2 separate regions of the Rattus norvegicus genome follow, and region 2 is linked to region 1. A link is a contact called in public Hi-C data. All regions are on one chromosome and are shown on one strand. The core of a region is the stretch at or near the end of the contact, and the rest is flanking DNA. Distances in the headings are between cores, read along the strand shown. Region 1 holds the start of Lrguk (leucine-rich repeats and guanylate kinase domain containing). Region 2 holds the start of Slc35b4 (solute carrier family 35 member B4).

The links. A called contact is a pair of places that touch in the nucleus more often than the background predicts.
Region 2: a Hi-C map of liver shows a contact between it and region 1, with 2.4 times the contacts expected there. The contact joins the promoter of Slc35b4 here to the promoter of Lrguk in region 1. A contact is called at or near these places in 2 of 12 Hi-C or Micro-C datasets (the A7r5 cell line and liver).

What each region holds. Positions count from the first base shown.
Region 1 is chr4:63,611,614-63,616,256 of GRCr8, reverse strand. It overlaps Lrguk (leucine-rich repeats and guanylate kinase domain containing), which reads right to left and starts at 1,796. Exons shown (of 16, transcript NM_001401524.1): 1 at 1,475-1,796. The coding sequence starts at 1,768.
Region 2 is chr4:63,764,192-63,768,834 of GRCr8, reverse strand. It overlaps Slc35b4 (solute carrier family 35 member B4), which reads left to right and starts at 2,639. Exons shown (of 10, transcript NM_001106590.1): 1 at 2,639-2,933. The coding sequence starts at 2,857.

The DNA of each region.
Region 1 (4,643 bases), core at 547-3,046:
TACCATGAAAAGTCAGTATCGAAACAAACTTTTTTCTCAACATATTCTCCAAACCAGAAAGGGGTAGCCAGTTGGGTGGACCCCCTTCTACGGCGCGTTAATGGCATCCTGAAGACAGATTAATGATGGCACTAATGAACCCATATCTAAGGAGCCTGCGCTAATTAGAATCATAAACTATGCTTGTGGTTCATTTGTGAATTCCTCTGGGGTGGAAGGTGGTGGAAACCACACAAACATTTGAAAGGAGCACAAACACGGCCAGTTTGTGGTAGTCACTGGTGAAAGCAGCGAAATTAACCAGCAAAGAATAAAATAAATAACGGCCTTCCTGGTCAAGTTCACTATCATCATCATTGTCGTCACCATTATTTTTTAAGGCTCTCACTGTGTGGTTCTAGCAACATTTCCAGCTAATCAGGAACTGGGTATGTAGACCAGGCTAACCTCTAATTCACGATAATCTTCCCATCTCTGCTTCTCAGTACAGGGAGTGTAGGTCAGAACACCAATGCCAGCACATTGCTATAGCCAACTTCAACAGCATTATAATGGAACTAGCACGAAGGACCACGTGGAAAAGGAAAAAGGAAATGAGGGATGAGGTGGGAAAACGGACCAAATATTCCTAGTGCACAAAAGGGCATCAGAGACAAGAGCCCAAGGAAAGGAGGACGGGGCTGGAGTAATGGAAGGTCAGAGGCGGGGGAAGAATAAGAAAGAAGACCAGAAAACATGTCTGACATCAGGGAGAAAGGTAGCTTGAAAAGGACATATGTGTGAAGAAGCTGAAAAGATGTATACACTGAAGGAGAAGAGGTGGGGAGGGGGGAGCCCGATATAAAGGTAAGAACTAGGAACGCTGTGTAGAAAAATAGTTAAGAGTGCTAGGAACACTCCCATAAGCCAACCGCTCTCCTGACTGAGGGTGAGCTGGCTCTCTCTGATCATGCTATGAATCCCTTCTTAACCAGAAAGAGTGTGAGTGCTTAATGAAGCACTTAAATACCGGTAGCAGAACTAACATATAAAACTTATATAAGTTATTTTTTCTTCAACAGAGCATTTGGATTTTTTTTTTTTAATTTTTTTTCACCCTGGAAGAAAGAAGAAGATGAATGGCCCATAACTGGGAATAGTGCAGAAGTACTTCAGTTTGGGGAGACCAATGCTTGCCTATTTTGTAATAATGCATGATTTTGTCAATGCATAATTTTGAAAGCATTAAACCCAACCATGAAAAGAAAGTAAATATTTGGAGGGTTTATTCCCCCTCCTCCAAGACAGGAGGGAAGGACGCCAGAAATTTGGGGAAAAGAAATAAGCAGCAAAGAAAAGCCCTTGTCCTTTGGGCGGAAAGGAGTGGACTGAAACCAGGGCACTGCAGAAGCAAGCTGTCACTGAGGCAGCCAGGCTGGGCGGCTAGAGGGAGCCCGAGACTGGGGTGGGGAGTTGGGGGGAGAGGGAGGCACACCTCCAAATTCTGCATTTCGGACTCCTCTGACTCTTCGGATTCTCCTTCCTCCTGCTGCTCTTCTTGCTCCACTTCTGCCTCGTGAGAGCGGTGGATGAGCTGGTGGAGGAGGTAAGAGGAGGCGCTTCTGAAAGTCCCTTTTGATCTCAGTCCCATGGGAAAAGTAGGCCATCGCTTCTGAGGTTCTTTGTCTGTGAGTGACAGTATCGCCTGGGCTACAGCGCGAGAAGCACCCAAACTCCGCTGGAAACGGGTCCCTTTCCATCTCGAGGGACTTCCCTCGAAGGTCGCCATCTTGTTTATACACGTTGCCTAGGAGACTGACGCTTTGGCCCGCGGCCGTGCAAGGAATTCTGGGGGCTGTAGTCCCAAGCTTCCGTGCTTGCGCAGTCTGTCAAGGTCTCTGCTGCCATTCAATTTTGCAGCCCTCTGCTGCTTCTTTTATTTTCCTCTTTACGTTCATTCGCTAGTTTTATTCCTTTTTGCTTGTATCTTTCACTCCTTTTCTCCACCCACTTTCTTTGTCTCCTGCTGCCTGTCCTTCTTAAACCTTGTTCATCTCACATTTGATAACATTCACCCAAGCATCTCCAATCTAGCTTCATTCACACCATCGAAATTTGGAAGGATTTGGCATCCCTAATTCTGTTGATCGGAAAACTAGTAAAGATGAAATTTAACACTATGCACAGCGCAGAGGAAGGAAATGACGCCATGACATTGATGATTGAGAAGACCTGACTCCTTTCCTTTTCCTTTCATTTTGAATGTGGAAGAGAAACTAGCAAAGGATCTTTGAGAGCTCATTTGCAGTTAATTTACATACCTGTTCAACTCTAAGTCTGGTTCTTGGGGGAGAAAAAACTAGGAGGAGGGGCGGATTGGGGAAGGGAAGGGAAGGAAGGAAAGGGGAGGAGAAAGAAGGAAAACAAACGGAACTGACATTGTAGTGTATCTTAACGCCTTTGAAGAGCTGTTAGTATTCCATAAATAATTGTATTAGTCAAGTGACCTGCATCGGTAATTATTTTCATCCTGCTGAGTAGTTTTATCAACTGTACTTCTTACAGGATTAGAAAACATGGTTTCATGCTTGTGCGATTTTTATGAAACCCAAATCCTATAGCCTTAAGTTCCATAAAGTAAACACTCCAGAGAAAGGCAGAACGAGAACTGTAGTAACTATTATCGCCATAGCGATGACACTAGAGATCCTGACGGGGAAGTTGTCCTCATCCTCTGGCCTTAGTGGGCCATTTCTCCATGCTTCGGTGACAGCCATTACAAATACAAAATGATCCTGTCAATGGCTGTCAGGGGAAAAGGAGAAATAATTCTTATGGACACCATCCATTGACTATTATCTTTCTTAGTGCTTGAGGGACCATTAAAACTGACATAAAGTTTTCAGAATTACCTCCCTTCATTATGCTGCAGCTTATCACTGGAAAGGGCGCAATGAAAGTGTCTCTCCTCGAGGTCTGCCTTGCTCCTTATCTCTTTCTCTAGTGGGTACCGATTCTGACAAGGGATTTCTTTCCAACCTCATTGCCTGAGGGTCTGGCTCTGCCTAACCCGGAAGACTATACTGCTCTCCCCTTGTGGAGATTATAAAAATGCAAACCGTATGTGTGTTTTCAATAACTTAATCGGCATTTGTAGCAGAGGGAACTTTGCCAACGGCAATCTACTGAGAAAAAATGTTTGATGGTAGAGTTAGGATCTGTCAAAGAATAATTTCAAAATTTGAAAAACATGTTTGTCCTACAAAGACTAGAGTGAAACACAGCAAAGAGATTATTTGTCTCAATTGGTCCTGTGCTCTGGGTATATGGACGCTAGTTCTGTGCCCCAAGGTCACGTTTAGGTCTGGACGTGGGCATTGTATTAACCGGTGTGCTGTAAAGAGTGCTCCTCAATCTCTGTTGGACAAGAAAAGGCTCAAGCCCAGACTGGGGAAGCAAGAGAGGAAGGCAGAACTTGAGATAGAGTAGGAAGTCTCAGGTAGGCAGGAAGAACCAAGAGCACACAGCCAAGAGAAGCTCACCCTGAGGACACACAGGAAACAGAACGAGCCTCAGTTGGCAAGTAGCGGGATACTCATCCGGTTATATAGCCTCGATGGGCTGTCACAGTCTCAGAACCTGTTCAGCTTAGGTTTATAGCTTGTTAATGAATTCTGATGTCTTTGTGTTGTTTACTCCAGAGCTAAATGGGAAAGAGTGTGGCAGAAACTGCCCACACCCCTAAAATGACATCAATAATTACTCAGGTCAATCCGTGAGGGATTGTTAAAGATGGCAGCCGTGTTCAGAATCTGTATGAGAAGGAATTGTAAAGTAAGTTTGCTAAGTTGGAGACTGCCAGAAATAACTTTGGGGTCCCAAAGACATAACCCAGTGGAAGCATCTCAACAAGGCAAAATGTTACTCCTGTTCAGGAGGGCGACTTAGAAAGAATGAGGGCACAGAGACTGGAAGTCCACTTGATGGTGGCAACTGTCTTTTTCCATTGGCTGGAGTCTGACTTCAAGCTCTCAAGATTGGATAGGTTTTTTTTGTTTGTTTTGTTTTGTTTTGTTTTTAAATCAGAGCAAGAGAAATGAAGACGGAAGGGAGCCGATGACTTTAACCTGAGACCTTAGCAGGGTCTTGGTATAAACAAAGGTTTTACTGGGTTGGGGCTATTAAGACATTTACATAAAAGTCTTACTGGGTGGGGTAGATAAAAAGATCTGAATTCTTTGTCCTAAACACAGGTTTTATAGTTGCATAGCAGCTGATAGAGAAGACTGATATTTAATATTTCTTTCAGAGACAAAACTGGCTAATGCCCTACAACATATTAAGACCTAGCCATTGGCATGTGATACGGCTGTGTGTTTGGTCTTCTCATCTCCACACCCACCTTTACCTTCACTTAAAGCATGTGGCCACTGAGGCTCCAGGGAGGTCAACAGTTGACCTAAGGCAGGATGAGGGGTGGGGCTGTGCAAGACACCTGATGTAGACTGACCAGCACTGCCTTCAGTCTTTTACAACTGAAAAGAAAGGAACGAAGGAAGAAAAAGGAAAAGAAGAAAGGGAGGGAGGGAGGAAGGAAGGATGGATGGAAGGAAGGAAGGAAAGAAGGAAGGAAGAAAAAGTGAAACAAGATAAAACTTTATCAA
Region 2 (4,643 bases), core at 1,390-3,889, 150 kb before region 1:
GATGGATCCCCAGGTGTTGCAGTCTCTGGATGGCCTTTCCTCCAGTATGGGGATCCATCCCATATACAGACACCAAACCCAGACACTATAGCAGATGCCAAGAAGTGGTTGCTGACAGGATCCTGATATAGCTGTCTCCTGAGAGGCTCTGCCAGAACCTGACCAATATAGATGGGGATTCTCACAGCCAACCAATGGACTGAGCACCGGGACCCCAGTGGAGGAGTTAGAGAAAGGACTGAAGGAGTTGAAGGGGTTTGCAACCCCGTAGGAAGAACAACAATATCAACCAACCAGACCGCCCCCTCCCCCAACTCCCAGGGACTAAACCACAAACCAAAAGTACACATGGATCGACCCATGGCTCCAGCCACATATGTAGCAGAGGATGGCCTTGTTGGGCATCAATGGGAGGAGAGGTCCTTGGTCCTGTGAAGGCTCGATGCTCTAGAGTAGGGGAATGCCAGGGCAGGGAGGCAGGAGTGGATGGGTGGGTGGAGGAACACCCTCATAGAAGGAGCGGGAGGGGGATGGAATAAGGGGTTACCGGAGGGAAATCAGGGAGGGAGATAACATTTGAAATGTAAATAAATAAAATATCCAATTAAAAAAAGAGAAACGTATAACCTGGGTTTCACTTAGAACCAGAATCGGCATTTGACCAAGAGCCTGGGCCATCAATATGTGTAGTGAATATATTATTACTAAAAACTGGCATAGGTCAAGACAGAAATACGGAGAAAGATCCAGAGCCTATGCAGACACTCAAGCTCCCTCTTTGTTCATTTACCTAAGCCCATTTTGATTTTTATCTGGGACTCAGGAATTGGTGTTTAGAACATCCTCTCAAGTGCTCCCAAGCTTGGCGTGTGCATGGGCGGGGTAGATGGGAAGTAAAGGACACAGTCCCCAGGCCAATCAGAGCAAAGGCTCAGCTTTTCTCTAGGCAGAAGCATCTACAGATGTCACTGCTTAGGCAACAAACTTAGGTGTCTTCTTTACTTGGTTAGCAATGGAGTGGCTCTGATATTTCTGGGTTTGGTTTCGTTGTTCAACAAATTGTTACAGTCTCTCATGTGACTCTATTATGTAGCCAGGCTTTGAGAACTAAGTTGAGTAAAGGATGCTTCTCAGCCTTGGGGTTTCAGTGACACATGATACTTGGTCCCATTCCCTGAGGATTTTGGTGTAACCAGGCTGAGATGGCACCTTAAAGATGACCTGCTGATGTCACTGATCCCAGCCCTTTAAATACTTCCTCCCCCCTTCACCCCCTGACCCCGCCAGCTCTCAACTTCAGCACAGAGTCAAATCACCTGGGGAAACTCTGAGAATGCCAATGTTTAAGCACTCCAGTCAAAAATGGCCATCCCTGGACGGGAAAGATGCTTCTGTGGTTAAGAGCACTGGCTGCTCTGGCAGGAAACCCAGGTCCAACTTGGAGCAACCAGAGGTTGGCTCGGAACCTCTGTAACTCCAGTTCTAGATCTGATGCCTTTTTCTGGCCTCTGAGGGCACCCAGAGCACACATGTTGCACAGATATACATGCAGGCAAAACAAACCTATTCACACCAGCATTTAAGTGGTGAAAGGAAACACTTGCCCCCTTTCCTTCAGCTGAAGGCTCATGGCATTTGTTACTGAGGCTCTTGGTGTTCACTCCCATTCAACAGTGATAGAAAGAAAGACTGCATGGTGACCGCCAACAATGTACATAGGCCAGTGCTTTTGTGTTCTGTGTTTGTACACCTAGCAGACCGGTTTTTGAAAGATGTGATAAATTAACAACCCTGTTTCCCACTTCCCATTATGTAATATTAGTGTTACTGTAATTGTTAGTGTAATTGCATCCACAGGACGGGAGGCAAATTAGGGGATAAACATAAACACTATGAAGTTTTCCTCAAGATTCACAACAGACTTCACAGAGGTTTCCCCAAGTCGAGACCCAGAGATCTTATCTGAACCCTGGGGCATGCATGCTCTAAATGATGGTTACTGAGCTAGCCTTGGACTTTTCTGAATTACACTTCTTATGTGCGGTCCTGAACTCTGAATTTTCAATAAGCACTAATGCATTCTGAAATTGGAACCGTCCTTCTTTAAAAGGAGAATAGGAACAAGAACACCTTTTATGAGTTAAAACAAACTCACTATTTTATGAGCACCTTAAGCTGGCAAAATGCCAGCATAAGACAATATGTGCTCAGCGCCTCCACAAAAATCACAACATAAAGCAATACACTCACTATGCTAGTCTTTTCTTCAACAACTAGTACTAAGACAGGCCTATTTACCCCTATGATGAGAGTGGCAGTTCAAGCCAAGGCTCAACCTCAAAACTTTTGGGTTCACTGTTTTCCTAGAAGTCTGTTTAGATTTTACAGGAATTTCTACGCTCGCTCAGTTTCAGGTGAGTTGTTTCAGATGCTAGAATACTCTAATGAGTAGTCACAAGTCTAGAACACACAAGCTATTTTGTTGAATCTCATTCCCTACGGAACACGAACAGCATTGGGACTTTATTTCCCAGAAGGCAGTGCGGCATTGGATCACGCGAGGCTTCCGGGAAACTTGCCTGTTTTTTTCACGCCTGCCGTAAAGGCGCGCGTTCTGCTGGGACATGTAGTTTGGACAGCCCTTGGACAGCCCCTCAAATGAATGGGACTGGGTAAAATTGAGAACTACAGCTCCTTGTCTGGCCGCGTCTGTAGCAGCCGCAGAGGAAGAGTTGATCAAGAAGGTCCTCAGAGAGGGAACTGCTGGCCGTGGTGATGTTGCGCGCGGGTTTTCTAGGGTAGCGATCTGGAAGGGCGCTTTTTCTGCGCGCTGGCTCCCCGTGCCCCGCACCGGCCATGCGCCCGGCCTTCGCGGTGGGCCTGGTGTTCGCAGGCTGCTGCAGTAATGTGATCTTCCTAGAGTTGCTGGCCCGGTGAGTGACCCTCTCGGGCCGCGCCCAGGTTCTCCAGGCTGGTCCGGGGCTGCTCGCCCTAGCCCCCTCCCTACCCGGCTATACGGGATACCCACGCAGTCAGCAACTCCGCAACCCTGGCACTCCTCCAGGTTACATCCCCTGTGCTCTCGGCATCTCGATGCCACACTTTGGGAGTTTGAAGCCTGGAGACTTTTTCATATGACTGATCCTAGGTCTCAAGGAGCCCCTCTCCTTACTACTCATCCAGCTCTAGCGCCTTTCGCTGCCTAGTCAATGAATGACACGTGTCTATCTGTAGCAAAAGTTTCTCACAGTCCTGTTTTGTACACGTTGCAAAGAAAGTTTCGTTTGCGTGTGTGTTGACATGTCTTGCAAAGCATTTGTTTTTATTGGTCGTAGAAAAGGATGGTTCTGAGCACTTAGACTTGTGAGTGATGCGGTGCAGATAACTACTGTCACCATGGTCCCTGAGCATTTAGCACATTACAGTCTTTAGTTGAGAAGCGTGCACTTTTGAAATGTATTTGGGAACAGGGTTGGCTTTGTGCTAGTGTCTTACGAATACTGTTGGGTAACGCTGTGCAAAGTTCAGTAGGCAGAAGTTAGAAAAGAGACAGGAGGTGGACTGGAAACCAATTAGGACTAAACAGCTCGAGTTAGTAATTTCAGGATTGGCTCCTCTGGCAATATAGCCTTGGCCAGTTACTTAGCTTCTCTGGGTCTCCTTTTTCAGGCAGTTGAATACTATCTTAGTTCAGCCTGCATGCTTCTGAATCTATCTGCTGTGTGTCGGTTGACTATCGGAACAACCCTATGATCGAGTTACATTGTTTTGCTGAAAGAGTGGCAGAGCAAGAAATGGGGTCAAAGATGTCTCTCCAAGCTCCTAACCCAGTAACATTTCCAGATCCCTTTCATTTTTGAACTTGAGTTTTGAACATAGTGTGATGTCTGGTAGCAGTGTATTCTATTTGATACTGTTGGTTTAAGCCCTTGTGAAGTAAGCAGTTTATTAATGGTCAACTCTGGGTTATTGTTTACCATTAGAGAACTTATCATTTTATTATGCAGAGTATTGATGAAGATTGATTGTCTTGGGAATGAAAATATACTTCAAAAGAAGGAGACTTTGGAATTTGATATATTTAATATATTTTTAAATAAGAAGGTGATATATTCAGGCCAGCTATATAAACAAAATCAGATAATTGCATTGAATACGCCACTAAATTAGGTGAAATCTCTGTGTTCTAGCTTAGGAGCTCTTGGCTACAGCACTGTTAGCAACCATCATACGGGTAGGTGATAGCTCCTTCATTCCCATGGTTTTGAATGAGATGCATGAGGAACACTGGCTGCACACGGGTGGCTTGCCTTGCCTTCTCCCTTACAATTTGTTAAAGTACAGGCATACATTGGCTTGTTGTTGTTGTTGTTGTTTTGTTTTGTTTGTTTTTTGTGATAGTCCAGAAAAGTTCCTTTGTAAATCTGCATTTTGTGCACAACTGAGAGTTTTCCTTAAGAGGTAAGGAAGGGGACTTATTAATGTAGTACATGAGACTGATAGCACGAATTGCCTGATTTGCTTAAGTAAACTCTGACTTCCCACTGTAAAGCCGTGAAATCTGACTTGATTGGGCCAGATAGTCTTTAAAGTTCCTTCTAGATATGATCTTGAAATTTGTGGCTTTGATCTTGAGGAATTAC